Regions from separate parts of the Sus scrofa genome. Here regions 2 and 3 are each linked to region 1. The links are chromatin contacts, called in public HiChIP or PLAC-seq maps. All regions are on one chromosome and are shown on one strand. Each heading gives the region's core, a stretch centred on a gene start, on an enhancer-like site or on the middle of the called end of the contact. The rest is flanking DNA. Distances are from core to core; before and after follow the strand shown.

Region 1 (3,916 bases), core at 1,035-3,534:
ACAGTTTTCTAATCCAATGCTCTCCCAATAATAGCTGTTAAGTGAGTAAATAAAAGACCAGATTCTGCAGTTTGAAAATTTGTAGAGAGCCAAAGAGAAGTGACCATATATTTGGCAACTGCCCCGTGCTTTTGATCTAGGTTGACCTCCAAACAGGCCAAAGAATCCACTTTGTATGGATAGACTCAGTTTGAGAGGCACATGGCCCCTGTTTCTCTGGCTTTGTTCTGGTAATGAGAAGAGATTCCAGGGAGGAGCATAAGTGCCATGGTACTCCTTTGTAGGGGAGCCTAGATGGAAGACGACAACCTCAGCCCTGGCTCTGGGCAATTTCTGAGCCTGCCCACCTGGAGGCTTCTAAGACTCTGACCAAGGCAGATAGAAAGGACCAGTCTGGAAGAGGCCTTAGGCACCAAATGGTTCTCCGTGGCCTTCATTTCTTTACTAAATTCACTTACTCACACTTAAATAAACTTTAAAAGCCTTTGGAAATGTGTCCCTGTTTCTCCAGAAATTACCTCTGAATTTTCTAGTGAAAAGTCTGCCAGCTTTGTTCAGCCAGGTTCCCTTTTTCCCCCTTTTTTCTTTGACAATGAAATAGCCTTGGCACCAACTCCCAGATCTGGCAGGTGCCTGATGCCACATGTGCTGCAATAAGTGTTTATTCTATAAGTTCATTCAAGCTAGCCACTAGAGCTTTTGAAGCATCATTGTTGCTGAGTGTAAAACTGTCCTTGAAAACCAGAAGCTGAAGACATTCAGCCAGGATCTCGTGTTTTCTTTCAACCTTTAGGTTCTCTGTATTCTCTCAGCATCTGATGTCATGGAGAGAGGAGGCAGGAGAAATCAGTTGATGGGTGCTTGCAACCCGATTCTGCCCCAAGCAGGCCTTATGACCCCAGTAATGTCGCTTGTCAGCTCTAAGCCTTGTGGCTCTTTTGTACAATGGAGAGGGGAGAGCAATAATTGCCAAGGTCGCTGTCAGTTCTGTGTCCTAAGGAGAGGACAAACTGCTAGCACAAAGCCATTTCGGTCCAGGTGAAACATTTGCCTGTCTTTCTTCACCCAGACTGTTCTTTATGTAAGTAAATTTACTTCCTTTTTGACTGGCTTGTTCTCTAGTCACGAGTCAGGGGAGCTGTGCTGTCCCGACCAGCTTGGAGAGGGGGGAATATATGGGTGTATGTATGGGGATGGGCTTTGCTGGTAAGTAATGAGGCACAGACACCACTCATTACTTCAGCTGCATCACACTTGTATCTGTGATCATATTAGAATTAAAGAAGCTTCAGGGTATTTAGAGTATCAACATTTATGGGAGAATGTTCAGATGTTTTCAGTCTCATAATTGTTCCTGAAAAGACATTCAGGTATTCTAATTCTGCAAATTAGATTATTTGGTAGGGGGAAAAGGTGAGAAAAAATTTTCACATCAAGAAGAAAAAAAATATCACCTTGATGTTCTTTTCCCCCAAACCTTTTAACCAGCCCATGGAAAACCATCCTGTAGGTCATTTCATGCGTTAGAGTTCGTAACCAAAAAAAGTTGACACATATTATGTCTCTTGATCTTTGAAACAACCCTCTCAAAGAAAGCCTCTGCCATTGACTCCATTTCACAAGTGAAGAAACTGAGGCTCTAGCAGGTCTAGCAACCTGGCTGTGTGCCAAATCGTGGGTGGCCAAGTTGAGAGAGAACCCAGACTTTCTGCCTCCTGTTCTGGAACTCTCTCTTCCTGTGCTGGGCGTTCTTCCACACTGTCTCAAGGGGAGCTCTCATCGGCCTCAAGCAGAGAGGTGAGTAATTATCTCCAAGACTAGACCAGGGGTTATCTGTTTGTTCTCTGCTGGATGATCATGGACTCTCAGAGCAGCAAAGTTTCCCCCCAGAGATCACCCGAGCCTTTCCCTTCAACTGAGTACCTCCCTCACACTCTGATCCTCTGGCACAAGATAGTGGTGGAATCAGCCCTGAAATCTTTGAACTCTCATCTTATATTCTTCAAGAGACTGGGTGTTAAAAACCAAGCGATTCAGAAGATCAATCACTAGATAGAAGATCAAAAACTATCTTTTCAAGCCCCTTCATAGTCCTGCCAGGCCAGGGTTGGAGAGAGTTAACTTTTATCTTGGTTTCTCCCATGTCTTCCATTAACTAACCTCACGAATATAATATAGAGGGGCCATGGCAGAAAGAAATGTGACTGCCCATGAGTCATTAATTCTTGACCTTCAGCATGTTTTGAAAATGTGTTGTGAAATGCTTACCAATCAATAATTCCATCACCCAGCAGTAGAGAAGCTGGATGTTGTGCAAGAGGGGAAGCAGAACAATAATGCTGGTCACTCAGAAGGCCCCAAATTCCTGCTGAAAGCAGGACCTACAGCAAAAACCCAAATATAAAGTACCCATGAAAGTTTTTAAAGGAATCAAAGAGAGGACCCAAGATAAGAGGGAGTGAAAGTAGACTCCTCCCCATCACGAGAGCAGTAAAGTGGGGCTTGCTGTTATTTGCAGATACCCCCAAGCCAGCATGCCTGTCCTTTTCTGTCAAGGGCTAAGACAAATGTTACACTCCAGACTGCATCTGTGTTCTCTGCGCCCCAGACAGTGGCCTGAGCTGCAGGCATTGCAAGTGTGCTAAGTGAAGGAGGGGGCCTGGTTCAAGGAGAAGAAGCAGAGAACAAGGAGGTGGAGGACCCTGTTCTAGCCCCTGCTGCCACTTGCTAGGCCTATGACCCTGGACGTGGTCACCTCTCTTTGTCAGAACTTCCAGCTCTTCCTCTCTACTAAGAGGAGAAGACATCTGCCCCACAGGCCACCCAAAGCTCAGAAGTGATGAGGGATGTGAAAACACTCTGCAAACTGTACAAACATGAGGGACTATTAGTAGAAACCCATTGGTCTTGATTTTGCAAGCTCAGATGGAAAGAGTCTCCTCTGCAAGGAATGGCATAATCCCACAAATGGGGTATGACTTGTGGTTAGAGGCAAAGTCAACACTGAAGATGGTCCCATGCAGATGACAGGGGAGAACTTCCAGATTCTTAATGTGTGCTAGTCACTGTTAGCTGTAAGCAGTGGTGTGCTGGTAAATATTTAACAACTGATTCTCTGGGATGACAAAGCCCTGAAATGTAGCATTTGCTATTTCCATGGGGTAAATTATCTTGCACCAGGCTGATTTCAAGCTACCGATGTGACATCGCTAAACCAAGAAGTGAGGAAAAGTTGCCCACAACTGGCACTCACTAGCAGGTGCAAGCCAGCTCCAGCATACCACGGAAACTTTGCTCAAGCCTTAGGTTGGTATAATAAGCATCGGAAGCCTTCTTAACACATGGGGCTCAAGTTTTAACATCCAGCCACAGTGTCTGCACCTCTAATAATTCAGAAATGGGAATTCTTCTTCCTATTTACATTTGTACTTTCCCCAGTAAGTCACAATTGTAAATTTCTTTATGAACACGATGGAACCCCAAAATACAGTTTTCTGCCATCCTTTGTCATGTTCCTCTTCCTCAGCTTTCAAATCTAATGAGATCAGCAGGCAAAGGGTGAATGGAACACAGCATGAAAATGGAATCGAAAATCTTGGGACCAAGTGTTAACAACCCCGTCTGTGTGACCCTTGTGTGAGTCACCTGCCTTCCGTGAGTCTGAATTTCTACTTTATAAAATGGGAACTGTCCTGGTTTGTTCACCTATTGTGAGATCAAAGGAAATAACACAAGTATAAAAGGTTTTTGTTTGTTTGTCCTTTTTTTCAAGAGCCACACCCAGGCATATGGAAATTCCCCAGGCTAGGGATTGAATAGGAGCTATAAGTCTCTGGCCTCAGCCACAGTCACAGCAATGCCAGATCTGAGCCTCATCTGTGACCTACACCACAGCTCACAGCAACACCAGGTCCTT
Region 2 (3,842 bases), core at 1,287-3,786, 750 kb after region 1:
GAAAAAAATAACCCCAACATGTTGTAACAGGGGGGAGAACAACACACTGACTAGATGAAAGGAACAATCTACAGGTTAATTAGTAGTATGGCCACAAATATGTGCACAGTTTTGTTTCAGAAATAAAGCAAGCTGTATTTGTTGTAACTATCTCTTCTTTGAACTTAACAGAATGCTGATAATGCCAAGCTGTGTTTACAGTCCAAATTTTTGCTAAAGACCTTCAACTTTGCGCTCCCCTTGTGTGGTATCTCTTGCCCAAGACAGAACTACAAATAAAAGCACATAGCAGGAGCTGATGCAAGAACACATTATTGAGCTTATCTGCTTTTGTGCAGTTTCTGTGGATTTACTTGGTTTCTGGGAGCTCCCTATAAGTCTTAGGATGGGAGAGCCCTTGACTTATCTCACTAGATATTAGGCATTTGGTATTAGTCATCCTGTAAAAATTAAATGTTTACCAAATACGATAATCTAAAAATGGAAACCATATCATTACAAAAGGAATCACCCAGAAATACTCTGTCATAAATAAAACCTGCCTATTGCCTTGGTTTTCTTGTTTCTTTTACTTCATAATGTTTATAGTTTTTCAACAGATTTAGGGTCTTGAAAAGTGTACAGAAATTACCATTGAGTTTATTCTCCTTACCTTCAGGCAGACTTAATCTAACTTCAATTTGTATATTCATATTATAAAATTTATCTTAGAATGAAAAGTTAAAGACTGGAAAGGTGCTTAAAAAATACTTGCTACTTGATTCAGTGTATTCATTTTGTAGCAGGAGATAGAGTATATGCCCAGCCTGGGCACATTAAGGAAATGTTCCATTTTTTTCTTAAACTCTCATATGGTCCAGAAAGGGTTCCTTCAATCCCAACTAAATACTTCCTTTAGGACTTTCTGTGCCTTTTTTGTGCTGCTCTCTCATGATCTCACAGAACTATTAGTATCTACAAGTAGAAATGTAATTCCTTGCTGTTTTTTTTTTTATTTATTAAACATTCCACTATACTTCTGAAATGATAATAGTAGAGTTTATTAGAATGGAATCTAAACTTTTCTATCTGTAAACCCAGTGATCGTGCTATTCTGGAGGTTGCAAAGAAGGGTGACTTTCCTCTCTCACACAAAGCAAGACTGTGGAGAGACTTACTCTCTGAATGAAAGGGGAGAGGGAAAAAGTAGGAACCTTCTCATGTTTTATTCAGATGTTAACAAAGAAAATTGAGAAGTGTGTTTCCTTAAAATTGACACCATTTTTTTTTTATCCCAAACATTCTGGTAAGTGATAGCAGACAATTGTGCAAGATTTTTGAGAGAGGAATTTTTCCAGGAGCATAGTCCTGGTGGGAAATATTACTTAAAAGTAATGCGCTAATCACTTTCAAACTTGCATATTTCCACATACTGTGTGCATACATACAGTTATTAATAACTGTTCCCACGATGTCACTTCAGCACTCAGAGAGCTGTGTTGCTATGCAAGTGCCAGAGATGGAATCCATGCTGACTGCAGTTTAGCAATGAGCATTTTACAGACACGCAAGGGCGAAGATGGCCTGAGGTCTAAGACTCCATGCCTGGGTCTCCTTCTGAGCCCTGATGTAGCATCATGTGTCAAATATTCATGGCATCCATCTGCCCACTCTACTGAGAAGATAAATGGCACTGCCAGCATTGCCAAGAAGCTTAGATCCTCAAAATCTATCCACTCACATCCAGTACCGCATTCCATCTTGTGACTTTTGCATAGGAATTCCTTAGAATGTGATCTCTGGATTCAAGCTCCAGATACATAAATATTTTCTACTCAGTTGTGCACATTATTTGTATTAATATTCATAGAAATTTATTTTACAGTGATATATCTTATGGAATTCCTTACATTTATTGTTGTTTATAATTTTATTTATATAAAATATATGTAACACTTTGAGTAACCTAGTTGCTCCCCAGTAACACTTTGAGTCACCTCATTGCTTGCCCAAATTTTCTCTAACACACACACACACACACACACACACACACACACACACACACACACTGGTAGAACTAGGACTAGAATCCAATTTTTCTCACCACAAATCTGCTACTTATTCCACTCAAGTGTTTTTTTATTCTTTAAAAGAATAATAATATGTTATTTATTATTATTAACAAACCTGCAAATGAATATTGAATGTAACTCCAGTTTACAAAACAAATCAGTTCAGACCAGCTATGGTCAAACAGAAACCAGAGCCTGGCCTTCACCGATCCCAAGATTCTTCTGCAAAACCTAGTACTCTACATCCTGCTGCCATATTTTCCATTTTTAGAACATACAGATGTACAAATCCAAAGTATACCAGGTGTTTCAGACAGAAACAGAGTGGTTGTGCTGGTTCGAAGGATAATGGAGTTATCCTTGCTCTGGAATCATGTAGGAGTCATCTATGTGGGCTGCAGATTCCCACACAATACTTCCATTTACAATGAAACGTTACCTTATGTGGAGGGAGAAATTCTTTATGCTCAGGCAACAGCGCCTACTAGTGGAATGAAACTAATATTTGAAGTAGAAAGTGGAGAATGCTTTTGTGCAGCTGAAAGTGTGCTGTACTGAGAGCTTAAAGGCCTTAATTGAGGTGTCATTTCTGCTGTTAGCTTCCTGTAGGATCTTAATCAAGGCACTGCCTCTATCTGAGCCTTTGTGTTTTCCTCTCTAAAAGAAATTAGACGGGATGTTTTCTAAGTTTTCACATGCTCTTACATTTTAGGACTTTTAAAAGTCCTAAAATATGTTATGGGCATTTCAGCACCAAGTAGAAAAATCAAAACCCAGGAAGACTGATTGGCTTCCCTGGGACATAGTATCAAGCAAGAAGATCATCATCTCTGGGTCCAGCACCATGCATACAGGAAATGTGGTCCAGTTCAAAGATCTCTAGACATGGGGTCAAATGAACTGAACTTGATTTCCAACTTCTCCATTATCTACCTCTCAAGTCATGCACAAGGTTATTCCTAGGTTAACACATTTTCTAAAAGAGGATAATTGTCTTACGTGGCTTTTAGTTATTGTTAAGATTCAAATGAGAACATGGAAACGAAGTTTTATGTGAACTTGCAGGATTACTCAGTTTTCATCTATTAGAAATTTAAAAGAACTAATGTTATAATTTTCATTCTGCGCTTTTGGCAGTATCAGATGGGAAAACACATTTACTATTATAAGGCAACGTTAAATATAAGGTGCACTTGTTACTATTATAAGGAGAAGACTGTGGATTTGAAATACAATTCAGGAAAACCCAGTGTTAGGGTTGCTCTTAAATAACCAGAATATGTTTGGAGATTTCCCAGCAATAAAACTAAAAGCAACTGGGCAAATTTAAAGTTTTTTCAACTTTAAGTGGAGACTGAGGGAAACAGAAGTTCCCATGAGAGTTACCAAAGAGCACATTTTAATCATATGTCAAAAATCACCACAGTAGCAGTTACTAGTACTAGTAAACATTGTTTTTCCTGTTAACAGATCCATCATGAAACAAATTTTAAATATAGAAGAATAGATTAAAAATTAATAGCCAGATTATGAAAATGTCTATGTGTAAAAATTAACTCGAAATCTTGCTTTAGCCAAAACAGATACTAATATTCCTATTAGGGATGTTGTAAGGTTTGTGCAAGTTTCCTGTCAGGCCGGATGTTTTTTAAGGATTTTGGAATTCTAAAGTTAGAGGACAGGTTAAGTGGGCTTTAAGGCTGGACTGCCTGGCCCCTAATTGCAGCTTCAATAGTTAACTCTGTGGTCTTGGGCAAGTTACCTAATCTGCAGGCTGCCATTTCTTTAGCT
Region 3 (3,397 bases), core at 789-3,288, 790 kb after region 1:
CATTGGTTTGCCCAATTTAATTGACCCAAGAAGAAAAACCTTAAAATGCACACACACACACACACACACACACACACACACACACTCACTCTTTGGAAGCTTTAAATGTGTATGACTTTTAAAGTAAAAAGAAAATTACTAATCTCATTCAGCAAGTCTGAATTGCCACCTTCGCCCCAAACCAACAGCAAGCAGGTAACTAATCTTTGGCCTTTCCTGCACCTTGTGACGTGTCAGCAGTCCTGGGGCACAGGCCTCAGAGTGAGCTGCTCCAGAGGCCCCCAGTCACTTCTCAACAAGTGCCTTTTTCTGCAAATAAAGGCCCTACATCTGAGACAAAGGAGTGCTTGGCCACTTCTACCTCCCTCTGGCCCTTTTGCCACCTAGACTCACATTTGCCTCCTACTCCAGAATATCTTCTTAACAGTAGAATGATTTTTCTGAAAATCATAGCTAATCGTGTTGCTCCCCTATTCAAACCCTTCAGTGGGTTCCTCTTCCCAGTGCTCCCTGTCTCTAGTTATTCTGTGTATAAATGAAAAACTTAATGTATTTTAATGTGCCCTCGTCTGTGGGACCTTTTGTCCCTGGCCTTCAGCAGGTTAGCTTGTGTTGAATAAGTGAGTGCCTGATGGTGGCTGAGCAAATACAGACCTTTTGTGCATCTCCAGCCTCATTCCTTCTGTCTCCACTCTAATCACATTGGGCCACTTGCTCTTTTCCAGTCTAACTGTGGTTGGTCCACTCACAGCCCTCGGCACATAGTCTTTCTCTGCCTAGAGTACTTTCCCATCTGTCAGATCTCAGTTGTCTTTTCACTTCCTCTGTGGAGACTCTCTGGCCTCTCAAGACTGTTTTGTGTTACTGGTGTGTACAGTTCATAGGGATTTGCTGTCCCTTCCTAGCACCCATTACTTTTTAGTCTGGTTTTGGGTTTGTCTGCATCCCCACTCTTTGAGGCCAGGGAAAGTTTCTGTCCTCCGATATATTGAAGACTCTGTTATAGCCCCTGCCACAACCTGGTGCCTGACATGTAGAAGATGCTTTATCAGTGCGCACTGAGTGAATGAGCTCTAGACAATACAAACCCCACATCTTCTGAGCCTGAACACCCTGCTCTTGCTCCTGTGCTAGATTCCCTTCCCACTGCCTCCATCCCCTTGTTCTGTCCCCTCAGCCCAAGCACTGTGCAGCCTGATTGGGCATAAGTTCAGAGTTTTTAGGACAAGATAGGAATGGACAGTTTAATGTCCTTCAAGATCGTTAAACAGTTTTGGAATCATACTATACTTGGAATCTTTCTCACTCTGAGACTTGTTTTCCATCTTTCCTAGTTTCTGCTCTGGTCGGATTGGTTCGGCATGTCAGTCAATGTTTATGGGTTTAGGGAGTGGCACCATAATAACCCTTTTTCCTCCCACCTAATGCAGGCTCACTGACTCCACCTCTGATTGTGCCAGGCATTACCAGTTTTGAAGCAGGGCTGCAAATCCTACCTTTCTGTTTAGGGTTTCAGTAAACCTCTTATTAAAAGTCTTAAGAATTCAGATTTGCACTGGCAGAAATTTAGAATTATTTGTTCCCTCTTCTTCTGAAGGGCTCCCAATGACACAGTGCAGTGCAGTGGAAACCATCTAAAAATGTACAGATTTCTTCTAGGAGTAAATAAACTTACCCTGCTGACCCTGAGGCAGAGGAGAAATAGCAGAAAGCAAATAAGAATGGATTAGATGAACCTGTACCTCCTCTTCCCCACTCACTCATAATGTGCGTTGAAATCAGAAATCAGGTAAAATCAAAGTGGGTTCCTCCGCTGAGTCCCCTACTCTGCTAATAAGACTTTTGGGATACATGAGGCACCACATTCAAGTTTAGCTCTGTGGATAGAGTAAGATAAAGATGAAGCTACATTTAGTTGAAAACTTCCTCACTTTTTGGAGTGAGGGAAGAATTTTATAAAGAGTGGAAGCCACAGCAATCTTGAAGCTCTGAAGAGGGGAGGAACCCGGGCTGTGAACTGTGAGTGTGCCTCTAGTCCCTCTGGTGGGCACTGTCCACATCACAGCGAGCCTGGCTGTGGTGGCCGTTAGCTTCAGAGGGGCTAGCAGATAGCAGTCAGAGGCACAGAGAAGTCTTCTGTTATTTAGAAATCTAGAAGGAAGAGATTATAAAGATAAAAGATTCAAGTCTCTTTTTTCCATTGTACTGATGGTGAAAGTACGTTACTTCAGATTATTTAATAATCAAATATCATATAGAAGTCTGACATTATTTTAATGGCTCATTTCTAAGGAAGATAACTCCCTAGTTCCCCAGGATCACCAGTGTAACAAGTGAATTTAGACTTCTTTTCTCAAACTTTCTGGCATATTCTGCACCTGTAGTTCAAGCGGCTGTGGTTGTCTCCCACCACTCTATCCTCCTCCCAATTTATGTTTTACTGGATTTATATTAGAAGATAAGGAGGAACACATAGTTTTTAAAACCCATTTCTTTAAGTGCTAAAAGAATAAGTCATTGGAATAAGCCATAGAGGATATTTGGGGGTTCAGCATAAATAAAGGATTTTGTAACAATGAATATAAGGTGAAAAGAGCCACCTCAAGGGTCCCTCCCACTTTCTCTCTTATGAAGGTCTTGACTGAGGCTGTTGATGACCTGTGATGACAAGGATTACTTTCTGCACTGGCTAGGAGCTGGACATAATGGCCCTAAGTTCTTTTGCATCCCTGGGAATCTACAACCACTGAGAAATGGAGCAGTAGAACTGGACAGAAAAGCCAAGTTAGAAGTAGATTTGAAATCTACCCTTATGCTTTCACCTCAAACATTAGGGAGAAAGATAACTCAAAAAATATAACTTTCTTAATGTCATGCCTTATATATTAGTTTGGCCAAATAATACTGACTGCTGTCACAAATAAACCCCCACACCTTAGTGATTTAACACAAGATTTTATTTCTCTGTGATAAAATCAGCTATCTGGCAGGTGCTTTCCAACTGGGGGATGGGGCTCTGCCTTATTCGGTCCACTGGCTCCGTCATCCACTAGAGTTGACGGGTCCCATGCTAGATTCTCTACACTGGGCAGGAGAGGGAAGACACAGCACTGAGGAACTTCTGAGGTCCTAGTGGGGATGTTTATGGGCCAGCTGGCAAATATGGTGTAATGTTCCTTTCTGCTCATATTCCATTGACCGGGACTCAGTCATTTGGCTACACTTGCAAAGAATGCTTGGAAATGTAGCCACTGTGTGCCCCCAAAGAAGAGGAAGTGGTTTGGTGTACATTTAGCTAGTCTCTGCATGCTTTCACCGCCATCATCATCATCATCATCATCATCATCAGTATGCTTTCCTGGAATTTTCCAAATCAAATCTTGTGTGTTCTTTAGCT

Evidence for each region. HiChIP or PLAC-seq counts read pairs in DNA pulled down with a chosen protein or histone mark.
Region 2: a contact with region 1 is called in an H3K27ac HiChIP or PLAC-seq map of alveolar macrophages. The contact joins two enhancer-like sites. A contact is called at or near these places in 1 of 47 Hi-C or Micro-C datasets (embryonic fibroblasts) and 2 of 2 datasets of contacts at active chromatin or transcription factors (alveolar macrophages and skeletal muscle).
Region 3: an H3K27ac HiChIP or PLAC-seq map of alveolar macrophages shows a contact between it and region 1. The contact joins two enhancer-like sites. A contact is called at or near these places in 1 of 47 Hi-C or Micro-C datasets (embryonic fibroblasts) and 2 of 2 datasets of contacts at active chromatin or transcription factors (alveolar macrophages and skeletal muscle).

Annotation. Positions count from the first base shown.
Region 1 is chr13:125,598,482-125,602,397 of Sscrofa11.1, forward strand. No RefSeq gene overlaps it. Among named protein-coding and RNA genes, the nearest start is that of LPP, 180 kb to the right of the region's middle. Within about 2 kb of position 2,285, at least 9 of the 83 cell types and tissues checked have an H3K27ac peak or open chromatin away from gene starts, as enhancers often do. A contact at or near this core is called in alveolar macrophages, where this site is marked.
Region 2 is chr13:126,345,510-126,349,351 of Sscrofa11.1, forward strand. The region is part of intron 7 of LPP (lipoma-preferred partner); the gene reads left to right. Among named protein-coding and RNA genes, the nearest start is that of MIR28, 65 kb to the left of the region's middle. Within about 2 kb of position 2,537, at least 4 of the 83 cell types and tissues checked have an H3K27ac peak or open chromatin away from gene starts, as enhancers often do. A contact at or near this core is called in alveolar macrophages, where this site is marked.
Region 3 is chr13:126,385,198-126,388,594 of Sscrofa11.1, forward strand. All of the region lies in intron 8 of LPP (lipoma-preferred partner), which reads left to right. Among named protein-coding and RNA genes, the nearest start is that of MIR28, 100 kb to the left of the region's middle. Within about 2 kb of position 2,039, at least 5 of the 83 cell types and tissues checked have an H3K27ac peak or open chromatin away from gene starts, as enhancers often do. A contact at or near this core is called in alveolar macrophages, where this site is marked.